2 separate regions of the Mus musculus genome follow, and region 2 is linked to region 1. The links are chromatin contacts, called in public promoter capture Hi-C maps. All regions are on one chromosome and are shown on one strand. The core of a region is the stretch at or near the end of the contact, and the rest is flanking DNA. Distances in the headings are between cores, read along the strand shown. Region 1 overlaps Kat2b (K(lysine) acetyltransferase 2B). Region 2 holds the start of Sult1c2 (sulfotransferase family, cytosolic, 1C, member 2).

Region 1 (4,542 bases), core at 1,150-3,649:
CTCTCAGCCTCTTCCAGAACCAGCCCGCTAGGAATCCAAACAGGTACATCCCTTTTATATAAATTGGAAAGCAACCAGGAAGCTCAAGCCAGGGTGTTAGTTGTAGTGTTGCGTTTATTTGTTTGTCATAAGGAAATAGATGTCTAGAGCCTGTAAGTCTGGTATCTGCATCACTGTTAATGAAGAACAAGTAAATACTAACTCAAATTCTTCAACTGTGTTTTGTTGATGAGCAGTGCAAGCACAAACCAAACAGTTGAAACCACGTTAAACACAGGAAGTCTTAGTTTTCATAGTCGGATTAATGGAGGATCAAATGTCAGGCAGCTCAGCTCTGTCAGGAGATAGTGACCTTTTGAAGATGCTAATGCAATTGTATTTATTTTCTTTTCTGTTGCTATAATAAAATTCTCTGATAAAAAAGCAATCTAGGGCTGGTGAGATGGCTCAGTGGGTAAGAGCACCCGACTGCTCTTCCGAAGGTCCGGAGTTCAAATCCCAGCAACCACATGGTGGCTCACAACCATCTGTAACAAGATCTGACGCCCTTTTCTGGAGTGTCTAAAGACAGCTACAGTGTACTTACATATAATAAATAAATAAATCTTTAAAAAAAAAAAGCAATCTAGGTGATAAAGGGCTTTGTGGAGGTGTATTTTGGCTTGTAATTCTAGAGGAACAGTCTGTCATGACTGGGAAATCATGACAGCAGGCAGAGGAAGCTGTCTATCACATTTCATCCTTACACAGAAAATTGAGAGACAGAAAACTGGGGTGAGGGCATAAAACCTCAAAGCCATCCCTCAGTGAGTGTACTGCCTTCAGCAAGCGTTCACTTGGTAATGAATTTATAACCACCAAAAATTGCACTACCAGCCAGGAACCGATTGTTTAATTCTATGAGCCTATGGGGGACATTTCATACTCAAACTGCAGTAACAGTTGTTGGCAAGATATGTCCAGGAATCAAGCCTCAGTCTGGCTTCTTCACCTGGGACATCTATTTTCTAAAAGATGGTGGGGTTGTGAGCGAGAGAAGGCGATTCTGCTTTCAGTATGCAAAGTACTTCTCAACGGGGCCAGATTGTTTTTGCTATCATCTTTAGCAGTGTTAAGTCCATCTTTATAATGCACTAGGAGTTTTGACATACATGCGCTGTTTGAGGTGACATTGTTGCTTAGTTCTTTGATGAAAGGTCTCTGGAAAATCTCTTCCTGCGTGTAAAAACTCATTGTGACCTTTGCCTGATCAGACTCCTCCTTTTTTGCCTACCTTCGGGTTAGGTCACTGCCATGGCACAGGCTGGCTATGGCAGAGGTTGTCTCTGTGGCTAAGCTTGTACCCTTAAGTCAGGCCATTCATTCTGGTATTACTCGATGCCAGTCAGGAGTGAGCTGTCATCTCCTGTTCTACTGTAATTACAATGTGTTCTTTGCTGGGAAAGTAGAATGTAATCACCTAAATTGCCCTGTCTGCACACCCGTGCCACAGTGATAAATGGCTGTCATAATAATGACTTTGAAGTTCTGTCAGCTATTCCCGTGTCTTCTGGATCTCCAGAGCTGCTTCTGTTCACATACTTCGAGATTCAGAACCCTGTATGCTCGGAGCCTGTGTGCCAGCTTTGCTTTTTAGCACATTCTGAGCCTTCTTTTAGAGGTGCAGAGGGCAAAATTACTCGATGTCGCTCAGACTAGCCTTCAAGTCTTGGGCTGAAGCAATTTCCTGTCAAGTACCTGGAGCTGCAGGTGCCACTGTACCCATTTTTCTTGTGATTCAGTTGCCTACAGTTAGAAGCATCAGGGGTTGCTGGCTTATTGTCACCTGGGTTGCATATTGAATCCCGTGACTTGGCTGCTGGGAACATCTGCAGAGTGAACCACTATTCAGTGAGAAATGTCAGTGAATGACCTCGTTGGCTACCCATGTGGAAGTGTTCCTGAGAGTGCTCACTACTTACCATCTCTCACCTCTTCAGCTACAAATCAGTGCCACACCCAACAAAAGCAACATCCTACAGTGAAAAACACCAATGCAATTTATTTGGAAATAAAAACTCAGACAAACAAAGCAGTTATAAGCTTAACAGAGCATTGGAGTCTTAGGAAATGACACACTTGATATTAAATAAGAATTGCTCCCTTCCTATCCACCCCTTCCCATTCACTGTGTGTGTGTGTTGAGGCAGCGGACACACACACTCATACACACACAAACACACACACACTCCTCCTCATACTGCTATTTCAACATCATTTTTGTTGCTGTGATGAAACACCATGTCCAAGAACAACTCAGAGGAAAGGTTTATTTTGGCTTGCTCTTCTGAGGGCAATAGTCCATGGTTGCAGGAAAAGTATGGGAGCTGGTGGCAGGAGCAGGAAGGTTGCTAATCACGTTTCCTTCTCATGGGAAGCAGAGAAGGCAGGAAGGGAGTAGGGTGAGGCTGTAAACCTTCAAGCCTGCCTTTAGTGACGTACCTTCTTCCGCAAAGCTGCAGGTCAGTGTTAAATAACCTTTGCAGACAACACCTCCAGCCTTGGACCAAATATAAAAGAGCCCACAGAGAAAGAACATTTGTCACTCAAAGTACCACACCTAGCCTATTATGTATTTTCTCAGAAATCAGTTCACAATTATAAATATTCCCACTTATCAACTCCTCTCAGAGCAAAGGACATTCTCTTACATGAGAATGGTGTTCTTGTTAAAGTCAGTAAGTGTATCTGGGTGCAATATTATCTAATGGATAGACTGCCTATCATTTTTTTTTTTGGCCTCTTTTCTTGGTAAGACAGCATTTTAATAATCTCTAGACTATTAAGCACCCCTAGAGGCTGTGGATAAGGCTAGTCTACTAATATTGGTAGGAGGCCTGCTTACTTGTTAATGTGGAGTCCTTTGACTTTCTTCGCTTCAGGGAAAATTCATCCTGGGAAGAACTTTTAGGCTTTGTCCAAACCCCACCCTTGGCAATTCTGCTCATGAAGTTCAGCCTCCACGTCCAGTCTTCCTTTACCTGGTTTCATCAGGATGGCTACCATGATGGCTTTTTTTTAAAAGCGCAAACATCTTTCCTTATTGACTTCGTGGCATATGTCTTCATGAAAAAAATCTTCACTGTCTTGTTTGTTCACTATTTTATCAGTTTGAACTTGGCTACACCATTCCTCTGTTCAGTGAGTTATACTCCATGACTGTCTAGCATCTTGGTGCTCTGCAGTTTTTTTTTTAGCATGGTGTTTATGGTGTTAGGCAGTCATAGGATGGCTTTATGGTCTCACATGTCCTTGAGTCTTGTTGTCAAAGAAAAGAGCCACCTAACATTCTCTCCTTTTTTTTTTCTCTTGGGGCAGTAATCAGTCCTCCTGTTACTGGGACAGCATTGTTCAGTTCAAATTCCACTTCCCATGAGCAGATCAATGGAGGGAGAACAAGTCCTGGATGCAGAGGCTCTTCTGGGCTTGAAGCAAACCCGGGTAAGCTACCAAGGGAGTAAGAGAGCACTGCAGCGCACACTGGGAGCTCAGTCAGTGGCAGAGCCCCTCAGCTAGATTTAAACCCACTACCAGTTGTGTTTCCCCACAACATTAATGTTCGGATGTCTCTTTGCATTAGACTTTGGGAGTGTACTGCTGTGTAACAAACAAGCCAGCAGCACGGAACTATAACTATAAAAAACTTTTTTTTTAAGACTTATTTATTCTATGTGAGTACACCGTTGCTCTCTTCAGGCACACCAGAAGAGGGCATCGGATCTCATTATAAGTGGTTTTGAGCCATCATGTGGTTGCTGGGACTTGAACTCAGAACCTCCAGAAAAGCAATTGGTGCTCTTAACCACTGAGCCATCTCCCCAGCCCATAACTATAAAAACTTACAGCACCCATGAGATATATCCTTTGGTGGTGGTCAAATTTCTGCTAGTCTCATTCACTTTTGCCTGGGCTTACTCAAAACTCTGTGGCTTGGCTAAAGCATTTAAAGGGGAAGCAGCTTTCTTTCATGTGTATCTCCTTCTCTGGGGATGTTGTCCTGTACACATGTTCTTGAGACAGTAGCATCACCATAGGTCATTCTGAGATATGCAGTGTTGTCTATAGGAAACTGTTTCTAGCCAGAAACCCTTGCAGTGCACTAAGTAAATCCATTTTCTTTCTCAAAACAAAAGAAATAATCAGTGTCTTGAGGTGAAGACTGCCTTTTTCTGGTACCCCAAATCACATGGTTCCACTTGGAGTCGCATCGCAGCAGGGGAGAAATGAAGGGATGCTGCTGGCAAGTCCTGTGGGAAAGATTTCAAAGTTACATGCAAATCATGGAACATGATGACTTCTTGGCCAAAAAAAATCTTAAGATAATCTATGCTTATCTTCAAAACCAACCTTCATAGAATTGGTACAATTGGAAGGAAAGCCATCTATGAAGCCTTTCTTATAGATGATGTACTTTGTAGTATTCTGTTTTTTTTTTTTTAAAGTTAGTGAGTACAGTGTGAAAGTGTGTTAATGAGCTTCATATTTGAGGAACAAATTGCATTT
Region 2 (4,542 bases), core at 851-3,350, 200 kb after region 1:
GACAGAGAGAGAGAGACAGAGAGAGGAGAGGGAAGAAAGAAAGAAAGAAAGAAAGAAAGAAAGAAAGAAAGAAAGAAAGAAGCCCCATACAGAATACACAAGATACAGTCCAAAGAATTCAGAAGGCTCAACAAGCTGAAGTGCCCAAGTGAGAGTGCCTCAGTCCCACTTGGGAGAGAGAAGAAAGCAATCACAAGTTGGGAGGGAGGAGGTAGGGACTTGGGAGGTAATGTAGACGGGGATGGCAGGGCAGTGGGGGAGTAGAGGGGAACCTGATCTAATATTGGGTGAGAGAAAAGGACAGAAGCCCTGAGGGACAGCAGAAAGAATGGAAACAGTCAACCTCAGGAAGTAGGAGGTTGGGAGGACCCCTAAGAATGCACCAGAGACCTGGGACAATAAGAGACTCCCAGGACTCATAGGGAGGGACCTTTGATGAGGTGATCAGAAGTGGGGAGAGGGAAGTTGTGGAGCCAACCTCCAGTACACATTTGTGGGGTTGCCATCCCACAGTCACAACTCTGACCCATAATTGTTTCTGTCCGAAAGAATTACAGGGTTGGAAATGGAGAGGAGTCTGAGGAGAAGTTTCAGCAACAGGCCCAAAGTAGGATCCAGCTCAAGGGGAGGTCCCAGGGCCTGACACTGTTACTGATGCTATGCTCACAAAAAGAGATCTATCATGACTGCCCTCAGAGGGACCCAACAAGCAGCTGAAAGAGTTAACCTTTCATTTTGTTTTCTGAGACAGGTCCTCACACTGTCCTCCAGATAGGCTTTGAAATTATAGCAATCCCCCACCTTCAGCTTCAAGGGGATCTAACTTTGCATGTGAACTTTACAGATCTTATGCCATGGTTCGATAGCTACTTGCTTATATAAGTAACGTCCCTAAGCAGGAGACCTGGTCCAATCCCTTTTATAGGCCTAGCTTGGATGGTAGTCAGGAACTTTGACAAAAGGAGAGTCAGGGGTGGTAAAGAAATAGTCATAGTCAGAGAAATCTAGTTGGCTCACAAGAGTGGAGGCTTTGTGGGGAGGAAGTTCAGGGTACATAAAGAGATGCTATCTTGGAGAGGTGTCTGCATGAATTTCTAAGTTGAATACAGCCGGTGTTAGCGTCACATGCTTTTTATTATTTTTCTTAGGTTTCTTGGGACTTAGGATCTTTCTGACTTGTGTTACTCTACTTACACATTAGCACTTGTATGACTGAATACTAAGTCTCTCGCAGAGACAAAGTGTGGAGCAGAGACTGAAGGAAAGGCCATCCAGAGACTGCCCCACCTGGGGATTCATACCATATACAGACACCAAACCCAACATTATTGTGGGTGCCAACAAGTGTTTGCTGACAGGAGCCTAATATAGCTGTCTCCTGAGAGGCTCTATCAAAGTCTGGCAAGTATAGAATCAGATCCTTGCAGCCAACCATTGGACTGAGCATGGGGTCCCCAATGGAGAAGTTAGAGAAAGGACTGAGGAGCTGAAGGGGTTTTCAACCCATAGGAAGAACAACAGTATGAACCAACATGACCCCCCCCCCCTCCCTTAGAGCTCCCAAGGACTAAACCACCAAACAAAGAGTACGTATGGAGCAGGCCCATGGCTCCAGTCACATAGGTAGCAGAGGATGGCCTTGTTGGACAACAATGAGAGAAGAGGACCTTGGTCCTGGGAAGGCTCAATGTCTCAGTGTAGGGGAATGCCAGGGCAGGGAGGCAGGAGTGGGTAAATAGGTGAGTGGGCACATTCATAGAAGCAGGGTCAGGGAGGATGAGATACAGGGGTTCCGGAGGGAAAACTGGGAAAGAGGATAACATTTGAAATGTAAAGAAATAAAATATCCAATAAAATAAAAATAAAAGAACATACACCAAAAAGTTAGGCCAAATATTTCAGATAAGCTGTGCTCTTACCTTCAAGCTCTAGTTGTCTGTAATTGGAAAGCTGGACTGCCCAGTGTTCAGTGAGTACAAAAGTACATATAGAGGAAGGAGGGACGTATTTCTGGCAAGCACAGAGGCTCAAATTCTACTGTGCCAAAAGTACCCAACCTTTAGCAATCGATCTCGAAGGCTCTGCAGTCAGTGGGATCAGCTAGAGCCTTAATCAACAGAGTCGAGGCTACAAGAAACAAACCTTGGCATCAGCCCAATGAGGAAGTAACTTTCACAGTGTAGTGATCGCTCGTCTCTGAGCCTCCACTATTTCCAGTGCTTGCAGACTCAAGGCTGTTTAGACAAATTCAAAGAGGAAAGCATACTGCTCCTCCCATTCTAAGACCACCTGACTCCCCACTATGTGCAAGCTTCTAGCTTTGGAGTAGAGTTCCCGTGTTCTTGCTGATTGGTATTCTTTCTCTCTAGTCTGATAGAGTTTAAAATAGGAAAAAAAAAAAAAGAAAAAAAAAAAACCTAGAGTGTAGCCACGCTTATGATTCAAAAAGAAAAATCCCCAAAAGCTGTCACGTTCAGTCTTTTGCTCAAAACAGCCTGTGCCTGGATGAGTGCATTCCCTATTAAGTTACTCAAAGCAGCTGCATGAGGCTGATCTACATGGCCCCTATTCACCTTTCAGGACTCGTGATGCCAAGCTGTGCCAAACTAAAAAATTATTAACCAGCAGGTTTCACTAAGTAAACTAATTCTTAACATCGCCTTGCCTATGGTGGAAAGAAGCTTAAAACATGAGTAAATTTAAAAGATATTTCAGAACATGAGTCCCTTTTCTTAGTCTTACTAGCTTGCTAAAAATTTTTTTTTCTTCTACCATAAGAGTTTGTCTTAGTTACTTGGGACCTCTTCTGTTGGCAAGTAAATAGAATTGGATTCCGTAATGGGGAAACAAGAAAGCTGATTGCAGGGTCTCAGGCATCCAGTGAGACCTTCTTAGAGATTTCCTTTCTACATCTATAAAATGTGAGGCATGCTAACTGCCTCCAATCAGTACGCTTAGATAAAACAGAAAAAACAAGAAACAAACAAACAAACAAACAAACCACCTAGCACCGACTAAGTAGCTACAAATGTTGACTTTTCCCCTTTCTTCCCAGGGTATATTCATTGACACACACACATGCAGAAGGAACAGAACAGAAGTTTAGACCTAGAGCTTAAAAATGTGTTTACTAATGCTCACCTCATCTCATGGTACAAACTATATTCCTTGGTGTTCTTGGCTACCTCAGATCAAACTGAGCTTATGTTAATCTCTTCTGGAAACTTCTAAACCTGTATCCTAGTATCTGTGTGGAGATATCCTACATGGCATGCAACTATTTTCATACTCAAAGTGTCACTCTAGACTCTTTACCCCGTATAACAGTAACATTTATGAACTGAACAAGTATTTGTTGAGGGCGAGTGTAAAGGAGATAAACCCACAGTTTCTACCACCCTGGCATACATATTTAGTGAGCATTGATTGCAACTGATTCCTTCATGGTCACAGTGATGAACTAAAGTGCCACTCAATCTTCCAACAGTTCTGTTTGCTTCCTCTACCACACAACAAACTGTGAGCCACCAATCAGATACCAGTAAATGAGAAAACAGAAATGGTGAACAGGTTGCCACAGTTAGAACAGACAGCTAGAAACCAGGGAAGAAAGAGGGTGAAGGTCCTCAAATATTCAGCCATTTCTGACGGCCTATGGGTCAAGTAAGGGGGTCTTTAGAAAAGAAAATCTGTAAATATATATAACCATAAAGGCATCAAACACAATTTTATTAAACAAATACTGTTTATTAGGTCTAAATCCACAGATTAACCACCACGATGACGTTGGATGACTTTAGTACCCAATTCTCAAAAAATTTAGAGGTTGCCCAGACAAAAACTACACAGAGAAACATTTGAATTGGATGAAATCATAACACAAAATGACAAAAGTATCTTACAGCACGTTTACCTGAACATTAAAATTATACTTTCTCCTCAGGAGAACAAAGACTCTCTCCAATATTGACCATATATTAGAACAAAAAGGAACTTTTAACAAACACAGGAAAATCTAAATAACTTCCTGCATTCTAGCTGAATAAAATGAAATATTACAGCTGTGAATGCCTAAATGAAAAAACAATTGAGTGGACAAAAATCAATCAATAACTTAATCATACATCCAAAAGCCTTGAAAATCAAGAAAAAAACCAAACCCCAAATCAGTAGATGAAAAGACAAAATCAAAATGAGGTCAAAACTTTCCATGCCCCGGTACAGGGGAATGCCAGGGTCAAGAAGTGGGAATGGGTGGGTAGGGAAAAAGGGCGGGGGCGGGGGGGGGATAGTGAACTTTTGGGATAGCATTTGAAATGTAAATAAAGAAAATATCTAATAAAAAAGAAGAAAAAAGTTAATGAAATGGAAGTAAACAAAAATTTACAAAGAATCCATTAAATAAAAATTTAAATCTTTAAAAATATAAACACTTTGGCAAACCCTACATTAATCTACCAAAGGAAAAGGAATTCAGTTTACACAATGGAGTACTATTAAAAACAATGAATTTATGAAATTCTTAGGCAAATGGATGGATCT

The links. Promoter capture Hi-C pulls out the DNA fragments that hold promoters and counts their contacts.
Region 2: a promoter capture Hi-C map of liver shows a contact between it and region 1. The contact joins the promoter of Sult1c2 here to the enhancer-like site in region 1. A contact is called at or near these places in 1 of 39 promoter capture datasets (liver), 1 of 15 datasets of contacts at CTCF or cohesin (pro-B cells), 6 of 484 Hi-C or Micro-C datasets (the G1E-ER4 cell line, embryonic stem cells, liver and 1 more), 1 of 115 datasets of contacts at active chromatin or transcription factors (embryonic stem cells) and 2 of 9 other capture datasets (liver and pancreatic islet).

The regions. Positions count from the first base shown.
Region 1 is chr17:53,641,257-53,645,798 of GRCm38.p6, forward strand. Kat2b (K(lysine) acetyltransferase 2B) reads left to right here. Exons shown (of 18, transcript NM_020005.4): 7 at 1-43; 8 at 3,358-3,480. Among named protein-coding and RNA genes, the nearest start is that of Sgo1, 46 kb to the right of the region's middle. Within about 2 kb of position 2,400, at least 16 of the 459 cell types and tissues checked have an H3K27ac peak or open chromatin away from gene starts, as enhancers often do. A contact at or near this core is called in liver and pancreatic islet, where this site is marked.
Region 2 is chr17:53,843,858-53,848,399 of GRCm38.p6, forward strand. It overlaps Sult1c2 (sulfotransferase family, cytosolic, 1C, member 2), which reads right to left and starts at 2,101. Exons shown (of 8, transcript NM_026935.4): 1 at 1,920-2,101.